2 separate regions of the Mus musculus genome follow, and region 1 is linked to region 2. Evidence: chromatin contacts called from public Hi-C data. All regions are on one chromosome and are shown on one strand. Each heading gives the region's core, a stretch centred on a gene start, on an enhancer-like site or on the middle of the called end of the contact. The rest is flanking DNA. Distances are from core to core; before and after follow the strand shown. Region 1 holds the start of Cldn1 (claudin 1). Region 2 overlaps Gm41436 (a long non-coding RNA gene).

Region 1 (6,778 bases), core at 1,204-3,703, 90 kb before region 2:
AAATAGGAGGTAGAGAAAAAAAATCTACCCGTGCTCAGTGTGCTTGGGGCTTCTAGAGAAATATTATAGAGGTCAGGTTCAAGACCAGGACTCTAGAGCAGAGTTGCCATGGGGGGTGTCAACACTGTATGTTACCAAATGTGACCCTTAGGTAAGCAAAGTGACCTCTTACCTTATTCCCTCACATAGAAATATGGGAACACTGAAGAGACTGAGCTTAGCCCCTGACAAGGTTGTACTGCTCACAAGTGTCCTCTGTAGGCAGGTGATGACTGAGAAGTCAATCCCTACTTTTATTGATTGCAAAACTGAGGCAGAAAAAGGGAAGAATCTACATGCAGTCACATGGCAGATTTACTTTCTTAGACTGCACTAGGACTTTGACCGCACCACTGGCAGCCTTTTCTAGAACCTTCTGGCTCATGTTATTGCCTTTATTACTTATGCTTTAGATATGAAAAGCTGATGTTTGTGGGTTGTTTTTCTTCTCAAATTAATGGATTTAGACTGAACTATTATCTCATCTGTTGCTCCTCTGAGGCTAGGGACAGAAAACTAGACGGGATTAGGATGTCGAGGTGAGCACAGAGCAGCAGAGTGGGAAAGCTCACCGCAGCCGCCCAAACACAGTTGTGGGAAGCAAAATAGTCAGCCTTGCACAGATCTGGATTCAAAACAAAACAAAACAAATCAGAAGCCATGCCTCTAATCCCCTGCCAACTGCGGCTTCGTAGAAATGGGTCCTCAGGCACAACTACATAGATGAATTCAAATCTTATTTTTTGAAAGGGGCGCTGAAAAACTGCAGCAGAAATGGATACGATCATATGATCTCACATAGTGCACGTCTTGAGGGAATTCTGTGTTCTAAGCATGATTGACATTTCATCTGCCTGAACAGACACTAGATACCAGGGGAATATTCCTCTGAACTCACAGAGTAGTACTGCCTGCAGGCTGAGGGCGTGAGGGCACAAGTCAGCCAGGGCCTGGCCTACCTACAGATCTTATTTAGAGATCTTTTATGTTTGGAAAACAGCTGGGAGCAGGAGCAGGACAATGAATACTTGTTCAAATCTTGCTATCTCCTGTCTGAGTTCTGTTGTCATCACTACTCCCTAAGTCCCTGACTACAGCAGATCTGAGTCTTTATCCTTAAGCATTGACAAAGCTGGTCTGAGAACAGTGAGCATGGGAGTGAGGGCAGTAAGGCTTTGTTTGTCGTTCTATTTTGTTTTTCACATAACTTTCTTGTGGCAAGCTTGTACTTTCCTTAGCATGCATGGAAGCATCCCTTGTTTTCACTCATGTGTTTATTTCTGCCCTCAATTCTCCTGTTTTTACTAAATCCATAGAAGCCTCTCTTTCCACCGTACTCACACCACAGACAAAATAACAGCTGAGAAAACATTTTAATTATTCTCAACCACAATGTGGGCTTCTGTGTAGCAACAAGCAAGGAAGCTGTACAGACCCAGAGAGGACAGCAAGAGGCAGCCTAGGTCAAAGCCTGGGGAGATTACTGCCAGCTCCAAAGCCAGAGACTAAGTTCTACTAGGATGCATCCAAGTGTCTCTCTTTCTCCTGGAAGAGAATGTGGAGGAACTTGCTGAATTCCATCTGATAAGTCTTTGCTGGTCAGGCATCTCAGATAAGGAGTTACTATGCTAAGCAAATTGCTTTAAGGAAAAAGTGTATGTGTATGTGTATGTGTATGTGTATGTGTATGTGTATGTGTGTATATGTGTGTCTGTGTGTTTGTGCCCGTGCATGCATGCATTGGGTGTGTCAGATAGTGGACTGCATTTTCAAAAGGAAAATAAAAACCCAAAAGACAATATATATATATATGCAGTGGAAAGCACACAGATCTAAGAGTGTACTAGAAACCTGCCCTGAGGCACTCTCCGGTTAGCTCTTCTCTAATCTATAAAGTTTCAACATCTCTGAGACCCATGGGAGAAATGGGAGAAATCTAATGGAATGACCTTAAGGAACAGAAGGGAGCAGAGGGCCCCTAAAAGAGAAGGAACTATCAGACAAGAGGTGCCCAAGGGTGAAGGGAATATAGAAATATCGAGTTAGACACATTTCCTGAATAAAATACTGGGAATATACTAAAAAATGAAAATAGGTTTCTAGTTCCCCCCAGTTTTTCCATCTTTATGTGTTGTTTTTGCATTTACACAGATGAGGTAACTTTTATTATTAGTTAATTACGGAGTGAAATGAAGAAAATGCCTATCAAGTGCTAGGAGAGACACGAAGGGAAGAGGTTAGGGATGCCTGATTCTCTTCAGATGGTCCCCAGGTAGCCCACGGGGCATCATCATCCACCACGGAGCTGGCCTGCGAGGACCTTTGTGGGGATTCGGCCACGAAACCACCAGGGGGCGCTGCATGCCGGGAGGGGCGGAGCTGCTTTAAATCACAGCGCCGGGCGGTTCAGCGTCTCAGAGAACTCTGCCACTTCTCACTTCCAGACTCCACCACCGCCTACCCGGACCAGAAGCCAGGAGCCTCGCCCCGCAGCTGCACAGAGAGCAAGGGTATAGGCACTAACTTGTTTGCAGAGACCCCATCACCTTCGGGAGCTCAGGTGCGCACCTTGCAAACTCCACTTTCTGCATCTGCCACTGAGCCCGCGGGAGCCTCGGAAAGAGCCATGGCCAACGCGGGGCTGCAGCTGCTGGGTTTCATCCTGGCTTCTCTGGGATGGATCGGCTCCATCGTCAGCACTGCCCTGCCCCAGTGGAAGATTTACTCCTATGCTGGGGACAACATCGTGACCGCTCAGGCCATCTACGAGGGACTGTGGATGTCCTGCGTTTCGCAAAGCACCGGGCAGATACAGTGCAAAGTCTTCGACTCCTTGCTGAATCTGAACAGTGAGTGCACCCTCATCCTCCAACTCCCCACTCCCTATCCTTGGACTCTCCCCCACCCTCTCTACCCCCACTCCCCAGCCTTGGAGCCCTTGTCCTCTGTAGTAGCTTCATTCAGCCCAGAGGCTACCCTCGAAATTGGTCAAGGCTTTTCAGCATGTGCTCTGTCCTGATAAAGCAGAAAGAACCCAAGCCCTAGGTTAAAGCCCTAGATTTGCCTCTAACTCTCTACTTGGCACCTTCTGCCCTTTTAGGTGTGATTTTTTTTTTGTCTCAAATTCTAATCAAGGTGGGTGGAGATTGGGAGAATGAAGACCACTGTGGAACTTAGGTTCTTGGGCCTCTTCTGCACATTCATTCTAATAGGGTTTGAACAAGAAAACGGCACACTTTGGGTAGGTTTACAAGCGTTAACTAGATGATTCTGAAATATCAAATAAGAAACTTTCTGAGTTGTCTCATGGCATTTCCAACGCACAGCTAAGGTTTACTCTTTGGGTCTTTTGGTTTTCTACCTTGAAGAACCTCTTGAGATCCCCCCCCCCCCGCCCCCAAAGGATGGACTAGGATTTGCAGGAGAGTCAACTTGTGCGGTACAAGTTTAGAATAAGAAGGACTGGTGGCATCTGGGGAGTGGGTCACTGAAGAGAGCTCTTCTGAATAAACTCAGCAGCATGGCAGCAAGAGCGAAGGCACAGAAGGAGGCAGCCTGGTTGAGGTCACCATGTGGGAAGAAGTCTGTGAGGAAAAAGAAAGGCTATTCCCATGTTTTTCCTTCCGCAATGGAATCTCTATGTATTGATGCATTGGTCCTATATGTAAAGTGAGAAAGGCATGCATAGACAGGAGTATCTCTACTGATTCTGGGGAGACGGGTGATAAGATGTATTCGCCTTCACTTTTAGCTAAAACTTTTTTCAGGGCTTTGTCAGAAAGCCATTCAATTCCTACAGGGCATGTTCTCTTCCTGGAGAAATCACATTGGTTGTCCTGCCCTTTACCTCACAGGAGGAAGAGTTCCCTTAGCCTTTGCCTAAACAAAGCTACTCCACAGTCCCCTGGGAATGCTGCTGTGAACAGTGCTGGCATTGTCCCTGACCTATGAGAGTGGAGCTCTTCCTCCTTCCCAACAAAAGCACTTCACTTTACAGTTATGAGACCTGCCACAAATCAGCTTGACACTGTGAGAACCTGTAGAATGTACTCAGCTGGCATGGTTTTGTCTCCACATCTGGACTCCTCTATTAAAAGTAATCTATACATTTGGAAAGCATGTCCTATTTATTACCCTCCCCGGATACACTCAGACTGTTGACGATTGGGAACTAGTCCAGTGGAAAGAAAATGGTGCCAGGCATTTTCAGAACCATATTGTAGACCTGGCAGGTGAGATCTGCTACAGCAAGTCCAGAGAGGGCTTCCTATCAATTTTATTCCTCTAATCCAAATTCTTTATTTTATCAGGTCTAAGTTTCCCAAATGCCTGGATAGAATGATGGTCCATGCAGCAAATATTCAGATCGCTCCTACCCAGAATAATTCATTAAATGGTTGATTGTAATTTATTCCTTTTAAATATACTTATTATATTTCCTAAAACGGTGATAAACACATTGACTATCCTTCCATCACAAGGAGTGTTTAGAAGTGGCTTGTTTGTTGATTTGTTTTAGCGGAAAACAGCTTCCATCTTCTGTTCTGGTTAAAGCTACAGTTTATTCAAGATGGAGCCCAGCAGCCTCTCCACAAACCAATTCCCAGAAGCGTGAGCCTTGACTCACACTTCTCTCCCAGCTGAGCAGTGATTCAGTAGGTGCCTTTGGACCAGGCCCAGAAAACTTGTCTCTGTTTCTCCACCTGAGCCATGGTGTTCACGCCTACCTGATGTAGAGATCTGGTTGGTGATTCACTGGCTGGTTTTGGTATAGTACCATGACGCCTAGAGATGAAAAGGCTTATCTGTGTGTGTATGTGTGTGTGTCTCATGAAGTTTACCTCTCACAAGATGCTTTGAGGTAAGAGGCACAGCTATGGGTTTCCTAATATTGTACTCGTGAACTTTGCCCCAGAGCCCACTTCACCAAAGTATAAGATAGAAGAGTTTCAGTGTTTTGTAACCAGACCTCAAGGGCTACTTCTGTCATATCTGGTATCAGTTGTGAAAGGCACATGACCTTTACACAATATGTACAGTGAGTGCAGTATTATCACGTCCCACGAGAACCACTGGAAATAGCATAAAGAGGCCATACTGTACAGAGCTTTTGCCGAACAGTTTATAGAAATATAACAATAACTTCCTGGAAAAACAATAGCTACACTGTGAATTATAGCCCATAATAGCCCAGAACATTGCCAAGCCCCTGCTTGTGATCATTTAGAGTGACGATCCTTGCAGCTGAAATTTGGGCATACAAAGTACAGGAGTAAATACAGTTATGGTAGACATTTCTTTGTCTAATTCACACATCTCTCTTGGTTTTGATTCCATTCCCAGCATTGTGGAAAGCCAGCTGCCTGTTCCATGTACTTAGCTAATTGCTTCTTCTTGCTTCACTTTAATAACCAGCACGGTCCAAAGACAGGGCTTTCCTAGGAGGCTGCGTGTTGGGAGGTGTGAAGGCAGAGATGTAAGCATTTTTGTGGATTGCAGTTGTGAAGATTCGAGCAGCAGACAAATGGGAGGTTATGCTAGACTCTCTTTAAGTCTCATCTAGCCCTGAACTGCTGTAATTTGTGTATAAGCTACCCCAGCCTGTTGAACTTGCTCTGCATGAATTCACATGTGTGTAGGTGTGCTTAATGAGTATTGGTGGTTGTGAGGTTTCCCAGCACTCTTGCCATGATGTCAAGCTCAGCGGGGGAGCAAAATCCCTGACGGGGTATCTGTGCAGCACAGGCGGAGAGGTGGGTAACCACTCAGGCTTCTCCAGACTCCTTTCTGCTGCTAAATAGACAACATCCAGAAACGCCATGGGTGTGCAGAGTGGAACAAAAGTTAAACAAGAGCCAAAGTCTGAAATGAAAACGTGTGGAGTTCTTGTCCCAGTTTGTCCTGTCCAGGGAGAGCTACTTGCTCTCCATGGGATTCACAATTTGTAACGTAGGGCAGAGTAGGAGGAGTAGAGGGATGGATCAAAGGTCCACTGGCCTATTTAGCAAACCTGAGCTTGGCCCTATTCTTACTTGTTGGAATGCAGCAAAGGTCATTGGTAAGGCTTGTGACAACTTTGGTTGTCGCCAACTTCAGTGACTGAAGGAAAGAAGTTAAGTGGCATAATACAGGTTTTCTAGGTTACAGTGATGATCGTCACAGAAAAGGTTATTTGAGGTAGAGAATGAGTGGGAGAGTTTAAGGGGAGGAAAGGGAAGTGGAGAAAAGATGTAGTTAGAGTTTAATAAAAAAATAGTGTCACAGAAACGGTAATATACATTTAATAATGAAGCAACATAAAAATGAATAGTATGTTTTTTAAAAGAGATAGCAAAACATCTCAGGATACCCTGAGTAATGGTGATCCCTCATCCTCCAAGACATCGTGGACTGCTGACAGACCCATAGACACCGAGTCACACTTAGCCCACCAGCTCCAGCACCTGTAAAATAGAAATGCAACAATGAAGGCACCCGTGAAACTTTGCACACCGGCTAAAGAGATCGCCTTAATCATTGGAAATGGCACAGCGGTGCTCTCTAACAGTCTGAACAAGCTCATCTAGCTGTGGAAGAGAAAGGGCATTTCTGCTGTGGCCACACAACGGGCACTTATTTTGTCCCCGAGACCTTTTAGCACATATTATAATAAAGAAGAACTGTGTGAAGGCAGAAATACCATCAAAATCTGGCTTGTTCATGGTATATATGACATAGGGTAGGAATGGGAATGGCCTGT
Region 2 (6,594 bases), core at 3,221-5,720:
GGTGACCTTGTAGTACTGCCAGTCTGGGATGACTCCTCTGGCTCAAGGGGAAAGCTTGGCTTTTACAGGGCTTGATGCTCCTCTGGGCTCTGCCTACCAGGTTTCATGGTCCTTTTATTTAAAAGATGCCTGCTCGCCACACCTAAAGCACACACTCCTCTACTGGACGGTTCCCAGCTGGACACCAATCCTCTTCTGGCAGTACATTTGGATTCAGGAGGAATTTACTAATCTACACTATTTTACCCAACTGCCGGCTCTGTGGTGGGCTCAGTGGGGCACCCAATGGCACCATGTGCCACTAAGGATACAGGATCAAGTGAGACATGTTGCCTGCCCTGTGGGAAAAGGGAAGCAGCAATTACCTAATGAGCTGTACAAGTACAAAGTATGGAGCAAACACTGAAGGTGGAGTCTGGTTACCTAAGCATGTCTCAATGCAAATGATACTTTCTTGGGAGGGACACCCAGTTCAGCCTCCTGCTCCTCATCCTGCTCCTTTTGTAATGAGCTTTAAATATAATTGGTTTGTGTGTGTGGCTATTGTTCTATACAGAAAGAAAGACCTCACTTTAGAACTTCATTCCTGATTCTCTAGACTTCGCATTTACTGTCCCGTATGATCCATGACACCTGGAGTGATATCTCTGCAAGAGCCAATGCTCATAGTCACCAGAAAGGTCAGGAATTTTGCTTAACAAACCATTAGGTCCATGATTTTGGTTTTGGTTTCTTACTGAACTGAGGTGTTGCTTAAAAAATTACAGGCTTTAAAAATACAGTTTTAGCCGGGCATGGTGGCACACGCCTTTAATCCCAGCACTCGGGAGGCAGAGGCAGGTGGATCTCTTGAGTTCGAGGCCAGCCTGGTCTACAAAGTGAGTTCCCGGACAGCCAGGGCTATACAGAGAAACCCTGTCTCGAAAAACCAAAAACAAAAAAACAAAAACAAACAAACAAACAAAACTACAGTTTTACCTTAATGTTTGTCTTAGCAAGTATCCCAGGTTTATTTGGGAGAATTTTTTTGTCTCTGTTTGCTTAAGGATATTCTTAGATGTCATGTCTCATAACTTTCTAATGTCTGACCAGAAAAGAACCTTAAAAATGGATGGACCTGGGCCTTCTGTCTTGTTTTTGAGTCAAGCCCTTACTTTTTCATGTCGGCAACAAGAACCATCTAATAGTGGGTGGCGCATTCATGCCTGGCCCATGCTTTGGGCTTTCAGAACAAAGACTTCCATTATCTCTAGAGCATTACACCATCTCCAAATTGCTTTCACTTGTGTTTCCTCTTTTGATTCCATGTGGTGGTGTCACTATATTATGAAAACAGCCACCCAGATGGCTGGGTTATATTCACCACCTCCTAACACGGTGACAGTCAAATCTTTTCAATACTCTTGCGTGACTGTCTGAAGAAGAATTTACGGGTCCTCAAATTATGAAACTACGGGTTCCTAAGAGGCATGATGGCACATGCCTACTACTTCAGCACTTCGGATGCTAAACTTGAGTATAAACTCAAAGCTAGCTTAGGCTGCACAGGGACATCTTGACTTAAAATAGTAAAACAAGGTAGTAGGGAGGTGGTTCAACTTTTAAAGTGTCGGTCCTACATGCCTCAGAGCCTGAGTTCAGATCTCAAGCCCCCATCTAAAATCTGAGTGCAGAGAACAGCATTTATAAGAATGAAGTGGCAAGTAGATGTCTGTAACACATTGGCTATCCAGCTTGGCCAAATCGAACAGCTCTAGGTTAGTGAGAAACCCTGACTCCAAAAGCAAGATGGGGGAGTGAAGTCTGATGTTGAGCTCTGGCTTTGTTTGACATGCATATCTGCACACACATGTGTGCAGGCCAGCACACACACACACACATACACACACACACACACACACACAGAGCAATATGAACATAAATGTATACCATGCCAAAACTGGAGGAGTAGTTAAGAAACAGCAAATTTCAGATTTCTAAAGGACAACAAGTATATAATATCCGAATGTTTGTGCTGTTTATTCTCCACCGTGGGGAAAACAAATATAGCAATAACAGCCCAGATATCTCCGATCTAGAGCACAAGAATTTCTGAAGATGAGGCATAGGTGTCTCCAGCTGGTATAGCTTTCAAGTGGAATACCATGGGTTAGAAGCATGACACTATGGCATGACAGTAGGGGAAAGCTTTGGCTTGGTTTCATTCTCCTAGGGTAGCATGAACTAAAGTTAATGATCTGTAAATTTACGGCTTCAATGGAGTATACTTAGACTCTAGAGTGAGCAGCTTGGAGTAGGATTTGTATAGAACTGGAATACAGATCATTTTTGTCACGCCATATTTTTTTTTAATGTTAGGAACAATGATGACAGGGGAAAAACATCTTAGAACTTAGGTTTGGAGAAGTAGCTCAGCCGTAAAGCACTCTCCCTTCCCCCTTGTTTGACCATTCACAGTACAGCAATGAAGTAAGACAAAACCTCCAAACTCCACATCTTGTAGAGGTGTTGAATAGATTTATAAATAGGGCCTCTTCCCCTCTTCCAAAGTCCCTACCTTCAGGGTATGATTGTCTTCTTTAATATTCTCAGTAGGGTATGGAGCTGAATCATTCAGGAGTGCCCACTGAGGAAAGATTTGCCAGAATGGAAATCGTGATTTCTGATCCACAATGGAAGGGATGCCGAGAAGAGATCACAGGTTTTCAAAAATTCTCCTGAAGTATACAAAAAAAAAAAAAAAGTGTCACCTATGGAAATAGGCACAGAACCTTTTGGCTTCCTCCATCAGCCACATATCAGCCATGCAGAGAGTGATCATGAATTTGCATTGCCTTGCCTTGCCTAACGTGGAGTCTGAGTCCTGCCCTTGTAGCTGCTTTGTTGGACATGCGTCTTTATAATCCTTCAAAGCTTGATGTAGTGAAATACACCCAATCAGTCTCTGTCCTTACACTGGTTTCAAGCGTGTATCTGTAATTTGGATATGCATTTGAATCTCAGTTTTCAAAACTGTGACCACAGGGATTGAATCATCTTCTATTTCTACAAGAGTCTTATAAAATAGTGTTAGTATATTTCATTCCTTTATAGTTTTTTTGATTTATCAAATTAGTGTGTGGGTGATTAATTGTGAGGACTGGCCTATGTAGAAAGTGTTCTTTTTCATGGTAAGGAAAACAGGGTCTAAGAAATAATGATAATTGCAAAAATCAAAGGCAGAGCTAATGGCCAACTCAGAACTGTGGTCTACTTCACACAAAGGCTTTCCTCTTCAGGAAAAATCTCTGTGTAAAAAAAAAAAGATAGATGGAAAGTTGCAATTGAGGGGTTTGTTTTGTTTTGTTTTCTTTTTGTTTTTGTTTAATTGTTTTTGTTTTGTTCTTCATGTTGATCTAGCTTCCCTCCTTCTAAGATGTCTAGGTCTGTTCCAAGCCCCTCCACAGAAGCAAACTAAAAGTGTAGCTGACTCTAAAAGCTGTGGGAATTTCTAAGTACAAAACCTGCTCGAAGGGTTTGATGTTGTTTGTATATCTTTTCTTTGTGGGTGGTCTGCTGTGGATCCCAAGACCTCCACCACTGTAGAGGTGTAACCCTGGGCTGATGGCTCACTGGGGAATTAAAAGCTGTTATTTGGCCTTCCAAAACAACAGCTGAGCTAGCCAAGCCCATGTCAACACACACACACACACACACACACACACACACACACACACACACACCACATACCACCTGCAGAGAGATTAGCCTTCAGACTTAACTCCACCCACTTAATCTCTTCATCTAAAAAATGTTTCTCTTGCTTTTCCAGAAGGCCTATCCCCATTCCAAGATCCTGATGTGCAGATCTCAAGATCCTTGAAACGGGCTGGCAAAAAGGACTCCCCAGTCTAATGACCTCATTGCTCAAACAGAAGCTGGAGCATGGGATCAGGGGATTTGTATTTCTTAATTCATGCCTTTTATCCTGAAAATGCATCAACCCAATGCCTTGATACACCTTGTTTTCATGAACAATAAACTTTCCTTTCCCCCCATAACAATAAGGTCCTGCCTGACCACTTGGTGTGTACCAGGTGTGCTCAACAAATCAGATTGGCATCTCCCCAGTCTTTGAATTCTTCCTTTGATATTTCAGCTTAGAATCTATGCTGCTCTTTGGGGGAAAAAAAAAACGCTACTGGCAGTAAGTGTAGAACTGAGTACGTCACTCATTCTCTTTGTAAATCGTATTTCAGAGTCTCTGGGGGACAAGTCAGGTTGTGGTGGAGGTGAACACATTTCAAGCACAAGGTGTCTAAGAAAAGACAGACTAGAGGAACATCAGACTGACACATTTAAAACAAAATTGAAATGAAGAAAAATCAGCTTTCTTTTCCCTTCCTTTGTTTGCCCTTGTGAACTTTTGTTCCATCATGACTGTTCTTTCTTTGGATTCTGGCATCTGCTGTTCAAAACACCCCCTCATGCTCAGACATGTTTATGAACTTTTCTCAGCAAGTTTTGACATTACCTCTCTGGGACACTCTCTCTCAGAAGCTTTGCTTTGTGGCCAAACTTTAAGGAATTCACAACCACTGTTCTAGGCGGTGGGACCTCCCTCCGTTCTAGCAATGTTTGGGGCCAATGTGGTCAACCTTGGCTTTTAAAAACCAGTAGGACTAAGCAGAATCTTAAACCTTGCCTGGAGCTGATTCCTAGATTTCTTCCCACGAAAATTGTAGGTTAGAGCTGACACAAGCTCATCCTGGAGTTTACAACTCTATCTGGAAACATCAAGAAGACAGGCAAGGTCCATGATAGTCAGAGGAAAAAGAATTGGAAATGATTATAGTAAAGAGGAATAGGAGGAAGTGCTTGGAAAGAAAATGGTGCAGACTACGCTGTACAAAAATAACAAAACCTACCCCTGTAGAACAGCTACAAGGTCTTAGGCAATCTTTAAATGATTAAACTGTAATTTTATCTTCATCTCATCCTATGAAGATGATATTGAGGCTAGCAATGTATTACTCCAAAATTGAAGAGCAGAAGTTGAAACCCCAGCAACCTCCTTTAGAAACAGAATGGTTGCAAATGTAACTAGTTAGGATGAAGGCAGAGTAGAATAGGTTAGATCTAGTCAATAGGACCAAAGTCCTTATGTATTTGGATACTGAGAAATACACAGGTTGAAGGAAGATTATTTATAAAGTAACAGAAGGCTGACTTCTACAAAAAAAGGAAAGAGACCTTCAGCTGTAATACATTTTTCTTTCATAGGCTTATAGGAAGTGACCCTGCAAACAGCTTTGAGACAGTAAATTTCTATTTCTTTAGCTGCCAAGATTTTATGTCTTTGGTTCTGTGATCATAGAAAATTAGGGAAGAAAGTCTCAGAGATGTTATTAGCTTTATTTATGTCCAGGAAGGTCATAGTTGAATGCAGTGTAACTGCCTGATGCAAAGTCTCAGTAAAGCATGGGCTAGAATTTAGCACGATCGCTTTCAAAAGAACATATGGTTTTCAAGTGTTTTGTCTGGAGACTCCTTATTCACAATGTAACAGAGTCCAATATGTAAGATTGACTGTTCTATTGAAGGCAGGTGGAGATTTTGGTCTTAATTCTCCTGTCTCAGCCCCTCAATACACTCTCATGATTCTCTGTGATATCTTCACTGTCCTGTAAAACTCTGTTGGCAAAACACAACATCCAAAGGGAAAATTAGTGACAACTATCACAGTACCTGATAGTATCTATGAAGATAACACAAGAATACAAGTAATGGTTACCATTAAATGTCATGAAATTCACAGGATAAGAGCAGAAATCAAAGGGTGACTTGCTGGGCCAAGATTCAGACAGTAAAGTGCATGACACACATCATTAGTGTCTGAGCTGGAATCTCCAACACTCACATAAAACCCATGTATTGTACACATCTACAACCTTAGCACTAGTGGGGAGGAGGAAGCATCAGAGACAAGAAGATTCCCAGAGCTTGGTAGCAACATAGTCTAGCTGAATCAGTGAAGTATGGGCTCAGTGATGAGCAGAGTCTCAAAAAGGAAGGTAGAGAAGGGATGAAGGAGTACAACTAAAGTCAACCTCTGACCTCCACAAGCACATACGTATGCAGCACCTCCATGCAGATGAGTGCATATACACAAAATGCACACACACACAGACACACATACACACACACTCACATACACACACACACTCACACACACACTCACACACATACACACATAAACACACTCACACACACTCACACACATACACACATAAACACACTCACACACACTCACACACACACACTCACACACATAAACACATAAACACACACTCACACACACTCACACACACTCACATATACACATACTCACACACTCACACACACTCACACACATACACACATACACACACTCACACACACACTCAGACACATACACACACACTCACACACACATTTTAAAAAGGAAGAATGGTAAAATTTTTTCAAAATGTTTTCAAAATGTCTTCTCTATTGTCTGACAAATAATTGTGGGAGGAGCACTGAATGATGGAAAATGTGGAACCCAGCAACCATGGGATTGATGTAGATCCTTCT

What was found. Hi-C and Micro-C count contacts between places; a contact is called where the count stands out from the background.
Region 1: a contact with region 2 is called in a Hi-C map of uterus, with 2.9 times the contacts expected there. The contact joins the promoter of Cldn1 here to the enhancer-like site in region 2. A contact is called at or near these places in 3 of 39 promoter capture datasets (embryonic stem cells and liver), 3 of 484 Hi-C or Micro-C datasets (nephron progenitors and uterus), 1 of 115 datasets of contacts at active chromatin or transcription factors (embryonic stem cells) and 2 of 9 other capture datasets (adipose tissue and liver).

The regions. Positions count from the first base shown.
Region 1 is chr16:26,367,514-26,374,291 of GRCm38.p6, reverse strand. Cldn1 (claudin 1) reads left to right here and starts at 2,453. Exons shown (of 4, transcript NM_016674.4): 1 at 2,453-2,888. The coding sequence starts at 2,666.
Region 2 is chr16:26,279,612-26,286,205 of GRCm38.p6, reverse strand. It overlaps Gm41436 (a long non-coding RNA gene), which reads right to left. Exons shown (of 5, transcript XR_875990.1): 2 at 2,558-2,717. Among named protein-coding and RNA genes, the nearest start is that of Gm41436, 31 kb to the right of the region's middle. Within about 2 kb of position 4,470, at least 5 of the 459 cell types and tissues checked have an H3K27ac peak or open chromatin away from gene starts, as enhancers often do. A contact at or near this core is called in uterus, where this site is marked.